Regions from separate parts of the Ovis aries genome. Here region 2 is linked to region 1. The links are chromatin contacts, called in public Hi-C maps. All regions are on one chromosome and are shown on one strand. Each heading gives the region's core, a stretch centred on a gene start, on an enhancer-like site or on the middle of the called end of the contact. The rest is flanking DNA. Distances are from core to core; before and after follow the strand shown.

What was found. Hi-C and Micro-C count contacts between places; a contact is called where the count stands out from the background.
Region 2: a Hi-C map of liver shows a contact between it and region 1, with 5 times the contacts expected there. The contact joins the promoter of AMACR here to the enhancer-like site in region 1. A contact is called at or near these places in 2 of 16 Hi-C or Micro-C datasets (both in liver).

The regions. Positions count from the first base shown.
Region 1 is chr16:39,844,851-39,851,888 of ARS-UI_Ramb_v3.0, reverse strand. No RefSeq gene overlaps it. Among named protein-coding and RNA genes, the nearest start is that of C1QTNF3, 37 kb to the left of the region's middle. Within about 2 kb of position 5,523, at least 13 of the 54 cell types and tissues checked have an H3K27ac peak or open chromatin away from gene starts, as enhancers often do. A contact at or near this core is called in liver, where this site is marked.
Region 2 is chr16:39,918,623-39,925,892 of ARS-UI_Ramb_v3.0, reverse strand. AMACR (alpha-methylacyl-CoA racemase) reads right to left here and starts at 4,275. Exons shown (of 5, transcript XM_004017063.6): 1 at 3,969-4,275; 2 at 1,142-1,285. The coding sequence starts at 4,215.

The DNA of each region.
Region 1 (7,038 bases), core at 4,274-6,773:
GGGGAGGTCTGGTTAATGCATGACCCAGATGTACAATGAACACTAGAGGGGAGGGAAGAGGCTGAAATAGGCAAAGAAAAAAAACCTATGTTCAAATTATTCTCTTCTTGCCTTAAATATAAATTTTATTTCAAGACAGATATAATTAAATACCAGTTAAAATAAATTCATACTTACATATGGTTCACATGTAATTCATAAATGATTCATACTTACATATACTCCAACAACTGTTGGAGTTGGAGTAGGGTGGACTCTAACCCAATGATTGATGGCCTTATAAAACGGCCACACTGGAAAATGCCAGGTGATGACAGAGGATGAGACTGCAATTATGCAGCTGCAAACCAAGGAAGGCCAAGGAAAGCCAAGTACTGACAGCAACACTGGAAGCTACAGAAGGGAGAAAAGGGTTCTTCCCAGAGTCTCAGATGGAGCATGGCCCTGTCCACAGCTTGATTTTGGACTTCTGGCCTCCAGACCTGTGAAAGAATATATTCCTGCTATTTTAAGCCATCCAACCTGTGCTACTTTACTACGTCAGCCCTTGGAAACAAATATGGCACCGTAGATTTTCTTTCCCTCTTTAGATAGGAATCACATGAAATAAAATTCATCAGAATTCCTGTGTATGTGTACACAACCCTATAGCAGTCTCAGAAGCAGTAAGTGTGTGGAATCACATACTCTATGCATCCAAATTTTCAATCATAATATGTATACTTAAATAAATCATGATGGAGTAAAAGGAACTTCTGTCTATTGTCTGTACAGAAAATGAAATTATTACAAGATTATCGTCACATGGAGAGGCAGTCAAAGAGTGCACAGCCAAAAAAGCTTGGAAAAAGCATTCAGAAGTGTCAGATGGTTATTTAATAAAAATGCAATATTATCTTCCTGATGTTTGTCAGGTTTATGTTATTTGTCAGTCTTTTGAGTTGAACAGTAGCCTCCAAAAAGATAGGTCCACATCCTATTCCCTGGAACCCATGAAACTTACCTTATTTGGAAAAAAGGGTCCCTGCAGGTATAGTTAAGTTAGGGTATTGAGATCGATTATCCAAGTGAGCCCTGAATCAACTGATAAGTGTCCTCATGAGAGATACAAAGAGGAGCCAAAACAGAAGAAAAGGAGGCAAAGTGACCACAGGGGCAGACACTGGAGCGATGCAGCCTCAACCCAGGGAAGCCAAGGCCTGCTGCGCGAGCTCCCAGAAGCGGGAGCAGGCAGGAAAGTGTTCTCCCCTAGAGCCGCTGGGAGGAAGGGGGTGTGGCCTCACTGGCAGCTTGGTTTCCAACTTCTGACCTCCAGGACCAGAAGAGAATCGATTTCCCTTAAGTCACTGCTGCTGCTAAGTCACTTCAGTCGTGTCCGACTCTGTGTGACCCCATAGATGGCAGCCCACCAGGCTCCCCCATCCCTGGGATTCTCCAGGCAAGAACACTGGAGTGGGTTGCCATTTCCTTCTCCAATGCATGAAAGTGAAAAGTGAAAGGGAAGTTGCTCAGTCGTGTGCCGGCGACGGAATGAAACACCAACACTGCAGAGTAGTTTAAATCTTTATATTTTTAACACTAGCTTCTTACAGCTGCTTTATTTTATATCCCTTGCACAACAACCTACAGGGCAAGCTGCCAAGCACTATGATTCAGAGACTATATAGTGCGCAGGCGCAGGGCGAGATAACCTTTACCTTGACTTATTTACTGCAGCTAAGACTTTGTTTTGGGGAACTTCCTTATCAACTTAGAATCCGTTTTGTCCCAGGGTCTGTTCCTTTTGAGGAATCAGAGAAACATCCTTGTGTGCAAGAAATGTTCTTTTCCCATGGGAACAAACAGGATTCTTAGCTGAACATCTCGTTTGCAAGAATGTTCAGCCCTGGTTGAGAGTCTCGTTTGCAAGCACTTCTCAACCTTCTTTATACCTTGTTCCCTACAGTCGTGTCTGACTCTTCGCAACCCCATGGACCGCAGCCTACCAGGCTCCTCTGTCCATGGGATTTTCCAGGCACTAAGTGTGGGGTAATCTGTTAAGGCAGCCACAGGAATCTAATACAGTCCACTGTTGAAATTCTGTCATTTGTCGTTATTTCTGCTCTTGTTCTGAATAAACAGTCACTTCCACACCTCCTTGTGTATTCATAGTCTTGTACTGTTTTTCTTAAAGATGGCTCTCCAAGCTTCCCAAGCGCTAAACTCCGCAAGCCTGGGTTGGTGCTGTAGCGTGCATACACAGGTGATGAGAAACGTAAACCCAGTCACCTTTGGGGGTGTCTTTCCTCTCTAGAGTCGGACAAGAAGAATCCAAAGAGCCAACATTTGGAAAGAGGAACTCTAGATACGGTTCTTTCCTAGTCAGCCTGAGGGGTGACTCCATTTGAAGACACGCAGCTCCATTTCTTCTGAGCTAAGTGAAGAAGCAGGAATGTTTTGCCTCAGTCTCTAGGCCACGGCTCTTAGCTTCCTTCTCTTGTTTCCATGGTTGAGCCCTGCGGAAATCCCATACTTGGCCTTGCAAGCTGTATGCTCACAAGGCACAGGCCCCCACCATTCTCAGAAACTCCCCAAAGGCCCAGCACCCTCAGCCATCACCAGGAGGCTGGCTTCTCTCCACTGGGCCACTTGCTTCCCCAACTCCCAGCACCCGCCTCTTCTCAAACTGAAGCCTGTCTGGGAGCTGGTCCCCGCCATGTTATTACTACTTTTCAGTTGGTCACACTGAGGTCTTTGAGGTAAAGCAACCGGCCTGACCCCTCCCTGGTGGTGAGTACAGCAGTATGTCAGAGAGGAGTGGACCTAGCTAACCTTCCAGGGGCCCTTTGTCCCTCCTGGGACCCCTCCTGGCACTTTAAACTTGAAGAGTCGGGGTCTTCAAGTCCAGACAAGTCTCCCCTCAAGCGTCACAGCATCTTGGACACCTCAGCATTTTCCCACCCTACAGGATGAAGTCTGAGGGGACACGACATTTGTCAGCAACACTCACCACCCTGGGACATGTCATCTCCTACTGGCCTTTGCCTGGACAGTTTGAGGGAAAACACGCTTGGGGAGAAAAAGACAACCATGCCTGGCTGAAGGAACAGTCCTTGGCAAGCTGCCTGCCTGAGTAAAACTTGTTTTTCCTCCAGGTCAGTGAAGCAGTCACCTGACAGAAGTCACCAGTTGCTGGAAGCTTCTGGAAGTTGGAGATGAACTCCTCGTATTCTTTCTTTAAAAATGGCCCTCTACTATTAATAATTCTGGTTGTGTTTCTGTTATTTCACAGAGGTGAAAAAAACACAAAAAACCAAGAGTGTTTCCCTTAAAAATATCTGTTAGTTCCTTTCATGTTTTCGTCACCATTTCCTAGGTCTTTTTTTCAGCCCTTCAGGGCCCCGGTCTGCTAGCTGCTCTTATGTCCAAATAAATTCTCTGTCTCTCCCCTGCAGTCCTCACTCCATGGGACTCCCAGAAAGCCCTTCCGACATCCCCAATTTCAAAACAGCCTTCCCTGCTCAGGCGGAGTACGCAGGGCCAAGGACTTGGGCCTCTGATATCCTGGCCAATTAAGGTTGCGGGTTCTTCAACAAAATCCACATGGTTCAAGGCAGACGATTTCCAAGCCTTGCCCTGGACCACTCCTCCCGTCCCGCACTGTGCATTAAAAATGACCCATAGGTAGTTTAATTGCCGTGCTGATGGCACTCTCATGCTGCCTTGCACTTTTCCTTTTGTTGTTCAGGTGCTAAGTCATGTCCAACTCTTTGCGACCCCATTAACTGCAGCATGCCAGGCTTCCCTGTCCTTCACCTTCTCCTGGAGTTTGCTCAAATTCATGTCCATTAAGTTGGTGATGCCCTCCTAACATCTCATCCTCTGTTGTCCCCTTCTCCTCCTGCCATCAATCTTTCCCAGCATCAGGGTCTTTTTAAATGAGTTGGCTCTTCACATTTTTCCTGTTACAAACATTTAGTCTGTAAAAGATAAATATTGGAATGTGACTCTGTTTTCAGACCCCATTTGGAATTGCTCCTGTTTCTAATAGACTCATTTTAAATACCTTGAAATAAAATCCTCATGATGCCTGAGACTCAGCCCCAAGTGCTCAGTACAGGGTGGACCAAAAGGCCCGATTTTCAGCAGTGCTCAGCACTCCTCTGGATCCCCGCCCCCACAGACGGTGGACACTGGTCGGGAGAGTTCTTTCTGGGCCCGAGGCAGTCCTGGTTCCAGGATCCAGGGAAGATGGAGCTGAGCTGGGTGAGTTTCCTCAGCCTTTGTTTCCTCTTACCTTTCACTTTGGTGTTTCCCTTCACAGTTTGCAAACTGCCTCCTGAGCTCTTCTGTTTTATTCTCCAAATAGCCCTGATAGGGTAGAAACTGACCCTCAGGGTTGAGGGGTGGGGGGCGGCGGATAACTGGCTTCCTCGGGCTTCCCTCACTGGCTGGTGCAAAGCAAGACTGGAATCAGGTGTCCTGACTCCACATTCAGTGCTCAGGTGCTCACAACAATGGCAGGCCTCTATGGAGCGCCTACTGTGTATGGAGCATGGTTCTCAAAGCTGATTGCATTAACCTCAATCAACCATAGAGGGAGAGCTCTTGGTTTGGCTCGGGTTCTTCCAAAGGAGACCTTGAGGGGAGAACTCAAGAGGAGGCTGTTTGTTCAGAAGGGGGTCTTGGAAAGCAAGCTGAGAAAAGCTGGAACGTGAGGGGTGAGACACACATACCACTCACTGAGGTAACTGGAGCTTATTCCTGCTGAGGAAAGGGTAGAATCTGCACGGGACACACAGTCACAATGGGCCAAGGGGGCCGGGGTTTGGACACACCCACCTGAGCAGTCATTGTTCGGGGGCTGCTGTCCTGTTAGCGGATGAGGACAGGGTGCTTAGATGTGGAGAGCTGGCTTTGACATCCAGAAAGAGCAAAGACCTCAGGGAGGGGTATCCTGAAGGGATTAAGGGGTGGCACTAGAGCTGCATCTGCTATGGTCCTACTACTGGCTGTATTAGAATTTTAGAGACAGAAGCACAGAGAGAGAGTCCAAGCCTCCTACTCAGGTCACACACACACACACACACACACACACACACACACACAGTAGGTGGCAGGGCTGGGATTCAAGCAGTCAGATGAGAGCCTGTGCTCTTAGCCACCCAGGAATTCCATGTGCTTTTCATTTCCCAGCCTCCAGCCCCACCCTGACCCCCCTCCTCCAGCCTCAGGGGCCCCAAGCTCCTCTATCTCTTGACCCCTTCCTCTCCACACAATTGCAGGACAGGGGTTCAGTTTCACGGGGATCAGAATCCCCAGGTGCTGTTCAATTATAGCCCGAGTGTCCACAGCCCCAAAGGTCTAAGGAGAGCGGGAACTTGCGTTTCTATTAATTCCCAGGTGAAGCTGCTGCAGGCCAGGCCCGGGCTTTGGGGACCTTTGCCCCACACTCGGGAACAGACTGCTACCTCCTGCCCCGCCCCAGGTGTGTGGGTCTGAGGAACAGAAAGCTGGAGATGAAAGGGAAGACAGAGTTCCTAGGCTCAGGTCACAGGTCCGGATGACAAAACCAGATCACGATGATAGCACTAGGTTCCCATGGGCTCAGTGATGTGCCCACGCTCCCCTCTGGGGTCTGAGCACTGTCACAAGATGAAGTGATGGGTTCCAGGCAGAGGAGGGAAGAGATCTCTCTTGCTGCTTCCTTGGGGATCTGTCCTGGATGTGAAGGGCAGGAGGCAGAGATTAGAGGAGCAGAGTGAGCGTCCCCCCACTGGCCACTGGGGAAAACACTGGCATGGCTTCAGTCCCCTCAAGGGCCAGGCTCACAGTAACCCATCTGCAAGGGTCTCTGTGGGAAAGAAAGTCAAGTAAGGAGAATGGGAGGGTGCAGGAGAGCTGAGGGTTAGAGGGCAGTGTTTGCTCAATATGTTTACTGACTTTGTCCCTGTGATCTTCAAACAAAGGGCTGATTCATTTAGCTGAGTTTTTTTTAAGTCAGTTAAAATGGTTATTTAGCACCTCATAAACTAAACAGCCAGTGGACTGAACTTCTCAACAAATTCTGACATTGAATATATTAGTTATGATTCAAAGGTATTTATAGGCATTAATATGTGGCAGGCAGGGATGCCAGGCCCTGGGGAAACGCTTGTGAACCAAAAACCCCTGCTCATTTTGACCAACTGAAAATCCAATGTGTGTGTGTGAGCCCACTTCATTGTTTAGGATGTGCAGCCCTTCCTGTTCCACCTCCTTCATTACCCAAATTCCCTTTGCATCTTTGCAGTGTTTGCAGTCTTGGCCTCCTAAACACAAGAATGACGCTCATTCTGTCTGTGTGCAACAAAATCACGCTGCCCAAACTGTCATCTTCTGTGTTTCTTTGGGCTCCACCAGGATGTTGAATTACCCAAACCATACAGCATATGTTCGGCAAAGATACTGTTGTAAACAAACATCTCCACCACAGCTGAGCAGAAAGCTGAAAAAAATGAATTCAGTCTGGAATTGCTCAAAAGAGATGAATTTTCATAAACTGGAGTGGGAGGAGACGATTTACTGGATTGGAAAATGGTTTGGCGGCACTCTAATGTAGTTACCGTTGGGTGACAGCGCCCTCTGTTAGTTTCTTTAAGGAAAACAGGCAGGGTTTGAGAGCATGGTGATAGGAGAGCTGCTGCTGCTGCTGCTGCTGCTGCTGCTGCTGCTGCTGCTGCTGCTGCTAAGTCGCTTCAGTCATGTCTGACTATGTGCGACCCCACAGATGGCAGCCCACCAGGCTCCCCCATCCCTGGGATTCTCCAAGCAAGAACACTGGAGTGGGTTGCCATGTCCTTCTCCAATGCATGAAAGTGAAAAGTGAAAGGGAAGTCACTCAGTCGTGTCTGACTCTTGGTGACCCCATGGACTGCAGCCCACCAGGCTCCTCTGTCCATGGGATTTTCCAGGCAAGAGCACTACACACACTAAAATGTTGGTTCTGGTGGAAAAAGGCCTGTGGTTTGTTTGTGGGATTTGTCAGAGTGTTGAGGTACCAGTCTGTCCGGATATTCT
Region 2 (7,270 bases), core at 3,026-5,525, 75 kb before region 1:
TGGAAGGACTGATGCTGAAGCTGAAACTCCAATACTTTGGCCACCTCATGTGAAGAGTTGACTCACTGGAAGACTCTGATGCTGGGAGGGGTTGGGGGCAGGAAGAGAAGGGGATGACAGAGGATGAGATGGTTGGATGGCATCACCGACTCAATAGACATGAGTTTGGGTAAACTCTGGGAGTTGGTGATGAACAGGGAGGCCTGGCGTGCTGCGATTCATGGGGTCGCAAAGAGTCGGACACGACTGAGCGACTGAGCGACAGAACTGAACTGAACTGAAGCGCTTCCCTGGTGGCTCAGAGGGTAAAGAACCTGCCTGTCATGCAGGAGACTCAGATTCTATCCCTGAGTCAGGAAGATCCCCTGGAGAAGGGAATGGCAACCTACTCCAGTATTCTTGCCTGGAAAAATCCATGGACAGAAGAGCCTGGTGGGATACAGTCCATGGGGTCACGAAGAGCTGGACATGACTGAGTGGTTAACACTTTCAAGATATGTTCGTACAGGTGAAAACCATGGGCTTTTTCTAGTATTCACAGAATTTCTAAAATCATGCCTCAGTCAACAATTCACAATAAAGTAAGGGGGTACCAGAATCAAACTATTAATACATCTTTGCAAACCACAGAGCAACCATTTCTGCTATCAATAAGTCTCTTACTTCTTAGCAGGGGCCTGTTTGAGAATTCACTCCACAAACATAGTCAGTAAATGTTACTAGTGAGTGTATTACGCCTCCCTGTGTGTTAAGGCAGGGGAAAGTGAAAGTGTTAGTTGCTCGGCTCTTTGCGACGCCAGGAAGTGTAGACTGCCAGGCTCCTCTGTCCATGTATTCTCCAGGCAAGAATACTGGAGTGGGTGGCCATGCTCTCCTCCAAGGGATATTCCTGACCCAGGCATCAAACCCATGTCTCCTGCTTTGCAGGCAGATTCCTTACGATCTGAGTCACCAGAGGGAGGCTGACAGTGATTGTTCCAAGACAAACCAATCTTTTTTAAAGAAGTACACGCTCTTTATTAATTCCAATAAATATTCCAAACTTCACCTTTAAAACATTCTTTCTAATAAGTGTAACTGTAGATCTTGACTGGGGGAAAAAAGAGTGTAGAGAAATTGCTTTTTTTTTTTCCCAACATACCTGACAAAGCCAAATAGTTGATGTCATGTCCGGCTGCCTTGGAGAACCTTCCTGACTGGCCGAATCCACTCAACCTGCCATAGATAAGCCTTGGGTTCTTCTTCTGCAGAATCTCTGGACCGAGCTGGAGTCTTTCCATTACCCCTTAAGAGAAAAGTTACATTTTTTTTGAAGACAGCATGAACTGAAGATGGGTATAATCCCTTCTTTGTGGCAAATATAAAATAGCACTTTTTTGCAAGGAAAATTGGTAACATTTGTTGTGAGTTTATAGTGAACGTATTGCCAGTAATTAAGAACCCAGACAGTGAAGCCCCCATTTCTGGAATGTGTGGCAGATCCCCCCACCCCAAGAATGCTATTTCCCTTCAGCACTGCCCTACATCCCTGCAGGCATACCCAAACATCTTCAGAGTGGATATGCCATCCCTTCAGTCAGCCCCTTCAGAGTTTCCCCAGTTTGCTCCTAAGTAATTTATTAGAAGTGGTCTGTTCTTTTGGAAGTTACTCTGGGTCTTTAATTGATCAAAAATTCACTTTGGAAGCTGCTTTTCCTTTCAGGACCTCTTTTATGTCTATGCCTGCATGGGTGCCTGCTATGCTTATGCATGTATATATTCCATCTTCCCAAACAGCTCAGATGCTCCTCTGGCAGGATTCATGCCTCATCTGTTCCCACAGGCCTTTAACATGCCCAGCAGTTCCTCTACAAAAAGACTCAGTATAAATATCTGGTGAAAGAAGGGTTAGCAACAACAGCATTTAATTGCTCTTATCAGCGAGTACAGCTGACCCTTGAACAAGGCGAGTTTGAACTGTTTGGGTCCACTGACATCCAGTTTTTCAAAAGTAAATACTACAGTATTACACAGTCTGTGGTTGATGGATGCCGAGGAACTGTGAAGAACCACTGTAACTAAAGTACAGGTTAGCCCTGGTTTGTTCAAGGGTCAATCAATATTTATTCTGCTAAAGCCAGGGAACCTAAGGAGTCCTGGGGTTAAAGACATAAAATTAGATAGTAAAACTCACTGACTTTGTCTCCACAAAGCTATGACAAGTTACAAAAGGATTCTATTCCTAGACTGGTGGTTACCAAGGGGGAAGGATAGGAGAGGGATGAATTGGGAGCTTGGGATTAGCAGATGCAAACAAGTATATACAGAATGGATAAACAATAAGGTTCTACCATATAGCACAGGAAGCTCTATTCAATATCCTGTGATAAACCTGTGATAAATGAAAAATATGAAAAAGAATATATATGTAACTCAGTGGCTCTGCTGTACAGTAGTAATTAACACAACATTGTAAATCAACCATACTTCAATAAAAAATAGAACTCTATTTCTCTAACTAGAAAAACATCAGCCTCAAACCACCCCAACACCCCCTGCAACTAGCTCCACCTCTCCCCTAATTCTGCAACAAATTATTTACCCATATGGAGTCTCCTTCAATTTCAAGTTGTGTATTATTAAATTATAACATAATCCTAATTACTAAATTATTATTGTTGTAATCTCAGATCTGAGGGTGGATTCATTCACATATTTAAATACACCTGGTGCCCCACATAGCAGATTCATTCCCCATTTACTGACTTCCAGCTATATACCAAAGCTTGGGATTTGTACTTGAGCAACAGCAGGTGTCTGAGCAAAGATCAAAGTGGTGCTAGACCCAAACATCAGCTTTAAAAAGGCTGTTACAACTGTTATCAAGGAAGCTGCAGCAGGCATGCAAAGAATCCAGAAGTCACAGAAAGGAAGAAGAATGATGGGACTGATGATAACTGAAAGCTGGTGGTGGAAAAGGAAGATTTGGGAGCCTAGACAAAGGTACGAGTTTTTCATTCAGGCAACTGGGTGGACATTGGTTCTATTCACTGAAATGATACAGAAAGAGAAGAGGACATTTTAGTAGGGAAGACGTGGGACTGTTTGGAATATGTGGAAGCTGCAGTGCCTAGGAGACAGTCAGATAGAAGTGGGCAGAACTTGCCTATTCTGGAAGTCTGTGGCTCTAAAAGAAGGGGGCACAGTTATAGACTTGGCCATCACCTGCCTATAAAAAATAAAAACAGCAGAAATGGATAAGGGCTGCAAGAAGCAGAGTGTAAAGGAAATTGAGCAGAAGCTGGAACCTGAACCCCAGCATTTAAGGAAGCAGGTGTTAGCCTGGCTTTACCCCGGTAAACCAAGCTCCAAAATTTGTCAAAGTTTGACTATGAACCTACATGCAGTTTTCCAGGGAGAGAATCTATGGCTTTCGTTTGTTTCTCATAGGGTTCATGACCTTCACGTAATTAAGAAACGCAAATGGGAAAGAGTAACTAAAAAAAAGGGGGGGAACTTGGGAAGGAGTCAGAGGTATAGGGAAAGTGGGGACAACAGCATTATCTCGGACTCCAAGAGTGGAAGATCGTCTCAGGGGGCGAACGATCAGCAACATCAAATGCAACAGCAAGGTCTAGAAAGGGATGGAAAGGGTTCAGGTGGCAACAGGGTAAAGGTATACCGGTAGGCTGCAGTCCATGGGGTCCCTAGGAGTAGGACACGACTGAGCGACTTCACTTTCACTTTCATGCATTGGAGAAGGAAATGGCAACCCACTCCAGTGCTCTTGCCTGGAGAATCCCAGGGACGGAGGAGCCTGGTGGGCTGCAGTCTATGAGGTCGCACAGAGTTGGACACAACTGAAGCGACTTAGCAGCAGCAGCAGCAGCAGCAGCATGCGGGGTGCAGCCCCAAGCGGCCGGGCGCGGCGACCTCCCTTCTGCGGGGACCGTCCCCTCTCTGGCCCCGCGTAGGGGCAGGAGGCTCACCGGGGCGGAAAGGTTCCAACAGCACGTCCGCCTGGGCGCACAGGCGCCGCAGCACCGCGGCTCCCCGCGGCCGCTTCAGGTCCACCGCCAGCGAGCGCTTGCCTCGGGCCAACCCGCTCGGGTCGCTGCGGGTGCCGGGTCGGTCCACGCGCACCACGTGAGCCCCGAAGTCCGCCAGGACCATACCGCAGAAGGGAACCGGGGCCAGGCCGCCGAGTTCCACGACTGTGATGCCCCTAAGCGCCATGGGCCCCGCGTCTCCTTCCCAAACCGAAGAAGCAGCAGCTGCCTGAACTTCGACCTCTACAGCCTAGCGTCCGCCTCGGGGGCACATTTCCTGCCTCGTGGCCCCGCCCCCACGCGCCTGCGCGCAGCCGTAGAGCCTGCGAGCTAGTGCGTCTTCGGACCGCCTCCAGATCTGGGCGGCTGTTAGTGGACTGAGGTAGCTTAGATTTTAAAATTCTGCTGCTGCTGCTGCTGCTGCTGCTGCTAAATCGCAAACTCTAGGGGATCCTAAATTGTGCCCTAGGGGTTGACCTGGGGGCATGGGGGATGGGAGTGGGGGTGGGACCCATGGCTGGCCCTGGATGTCTCAGGATGGTTTTACTTTCCTTGCAGTCCCAGCCGCTGTGCTCTATGGACCCGTTTATTACCTCTCTGGCCTTGAAAAACATGAAAAATACATAAATATTTAAGAATAATGTTAAAGTGTTGTTTTTAGCTTCTCAGCTATCTGGGGTTAGTATCCTGTGTTTTTACAGCCTGAGTTTCCTCCCTTTCACACCGAGGGAGTGACTGTAGTCCCATGACTGTCAGAAGGAAGGTACTCTTTTCTTTCCTGAGCTGGTTAGGCTCACCAGCTCACCTTTGGCAATAACTACAATGGACCCTTCGTTTAGTGACATGGCAGGCAATGTGCCAGTTATGATTATTCACCACCCACAAAAAGCTTGTGTGCTATCATGGAATATAAAAAGCACATGTTGAGCAGGTGGTGCTCATGAGAGACAAATCTGAGAAGTTTAAAAATATTTTTAATTTGTTGCCTGCCATCTCTACAATTATAGTTTGGAGTTTTTAATTTCAGTGCATTTTAAAAGTACAATAAAATAACAAATAGCCCCACTCCTTGCAGTTTGGAGTCTCCAAGAGCTAGGGAGAGAGTTTAATAGAGAAAAGTTGAGGCAAGGAAATTATTCATTGACTAGATGTAATTGCCTAGTTGACTGCATTTGTTTCGTACTTTGATTTCTGGACTCTCAGACCAGGTTAGATTCCGCTTGCTTACAGAGGATGCCAGGGCATGAGAGCCACATCACTCTAATGGCTTCCTTGTTTAGTTAGCACCTATTTGTTCCCTCTAGCCCTTTGTTCAAGCATAAATTTTCTAACCCAGCCCTCTTTTATTTTGATTTTGAGAAACTTAAAAGGGAAATGTCTAAAAAATACTCTAGCAAACACCCATAGATGGAGGTACTATTATTTCATGGTGACCCCCAGTCTAAAAAATAAGCAGTACAGATATTGCTTAAGCTAACACCCATGATTAGATTCACATGAATCAGATATCTTACCAGAATTAAGCTTTACTAATAAGGTCAAAGATGCAGATCGTAGAGATATTTTCAGACAAAGCTGAGGTCCTGGAAATCTCACTTGACACTGCAGGCCCTTCCTTCCTGCATGGGCAACATACTCTCTGTTACTGATCTCGAGAGGCAGCAGTGAACGGTCCTGAAGAGAGATCTTAGCTGCCTGCCTAGGAATTGAATGTGGGTAGTCTGGCAATGGTGCCCCACTCCAGTACTCTTGCCTAGAAAATCCCATGGACGGAGGAGCCTGGAGGGCTGCAGTCTATGGGGTCGCTGAGGGTCAGACACGACTGAAGTGACTTAGCAGCAGCAGTCTGGATGAAAACCAGGACTCCTAGCCACCAGATCATCAAGGTATTAGAGGCCAGAAGCAGCGGCCCTGACTCGTTCTCCCATTTGAAAGCGAGAATGCTTCAAAAGAGACAAAAACTGTGAAAACAGGTACAAAGTTTATTATAAGAGACACAGCATAGCATGTGGGAGAACGTTCAGAGAAACAGTTTATTTATTTAAGACTGAAGCCAGGTGGCGCAGCGGTAAAGGATCTGCCTGCCAATGCAGGAGACACGAGAGAGATGTGGGTTTGATCCATGAGCCAGGAAGATCCCCTGTAGTAGGAAATGGCAACCCACTCCAGTATTCTTTGAAAAATCCCATGCTCAGAGGAGCCTGGAGGGCTACAGCTCACAGGGTTGCAAAGAGTTGGAGGGAAATGAGCACACACACAGGCAGAGATACAGACCCAGAGAGAAAGGGTGTGGGCCTCCTCTCTCATGATGCATGCAGTAGTGAAATGATTGAAATCAATTATAGAGGACAGGTCTTCCAGGTCTTTGTTTACCTTTGGCCGGTTATCTCATTTCTTTTTTCACACTTGACTGCTCCTAGGACCCTCTCCAAAATGGGTGCACAACTCTTTGTTAAGATGGATCCCATCATGTAGGACTGTGGGTGCATGTCTACTCATTATGGGGTAGGAGCCCCTCCCTTGTTGACCTCCAAGGAGCCTTCCTGTGCATGTGCAGACAGGGAAGTTCTCCTTGACCTCAAGAGTGGTCATCTTATCTCTTTACTTCTGCAGAGCTCAGCTTCTGCCATTAGCTTTTTCATTGGACAAAAATTCAATTTTACTCCATTTGACAAATAGCAGCTATCCAACCTTAGGGCCCATCAGTCTCCTACCTTAATACAAGCTGAATTGTGTCTCTTTAAAATTCATATATTTTAGTCTTTACCCCAGTACTGTGACTGTATTTGGAGACAGAGCCTGTAGAGGTAATTAAGACAAAAAGAGGTCATATGTGTGGGACCTAATCCAATAGGACTGGTGTCCTTATAAGAAAAGATTAGGAAAACACAGACCAAGAGAGGACCATGTGAAGACACAGCAGAAGGCAGCCCTCTGCAAGCCAAGAAAAGAAGCTTCGAAAGAAAGCCGTCCCGCTGACCCATGAGCTTGGACTTTTAGCTAACAAAACTGTGAGAAATTAAATTTCTGTTGTTTAAGCCACCCAGTCTATTAATTTTTTCTGGAATTCCTTGCAAATTAATATATTCTCAGATCCACGGTTACAGATGAGGATCTAATGAGGTCTCTAATGAGGTTCTCAGATCACCAAACAGACTATTTTCTATTCCAGAAAGTTACTTAGCCATGGAACCATGTTTCCTAAATTCTGGGCTTATTTAGCATAATCAAAGGAGATCCAA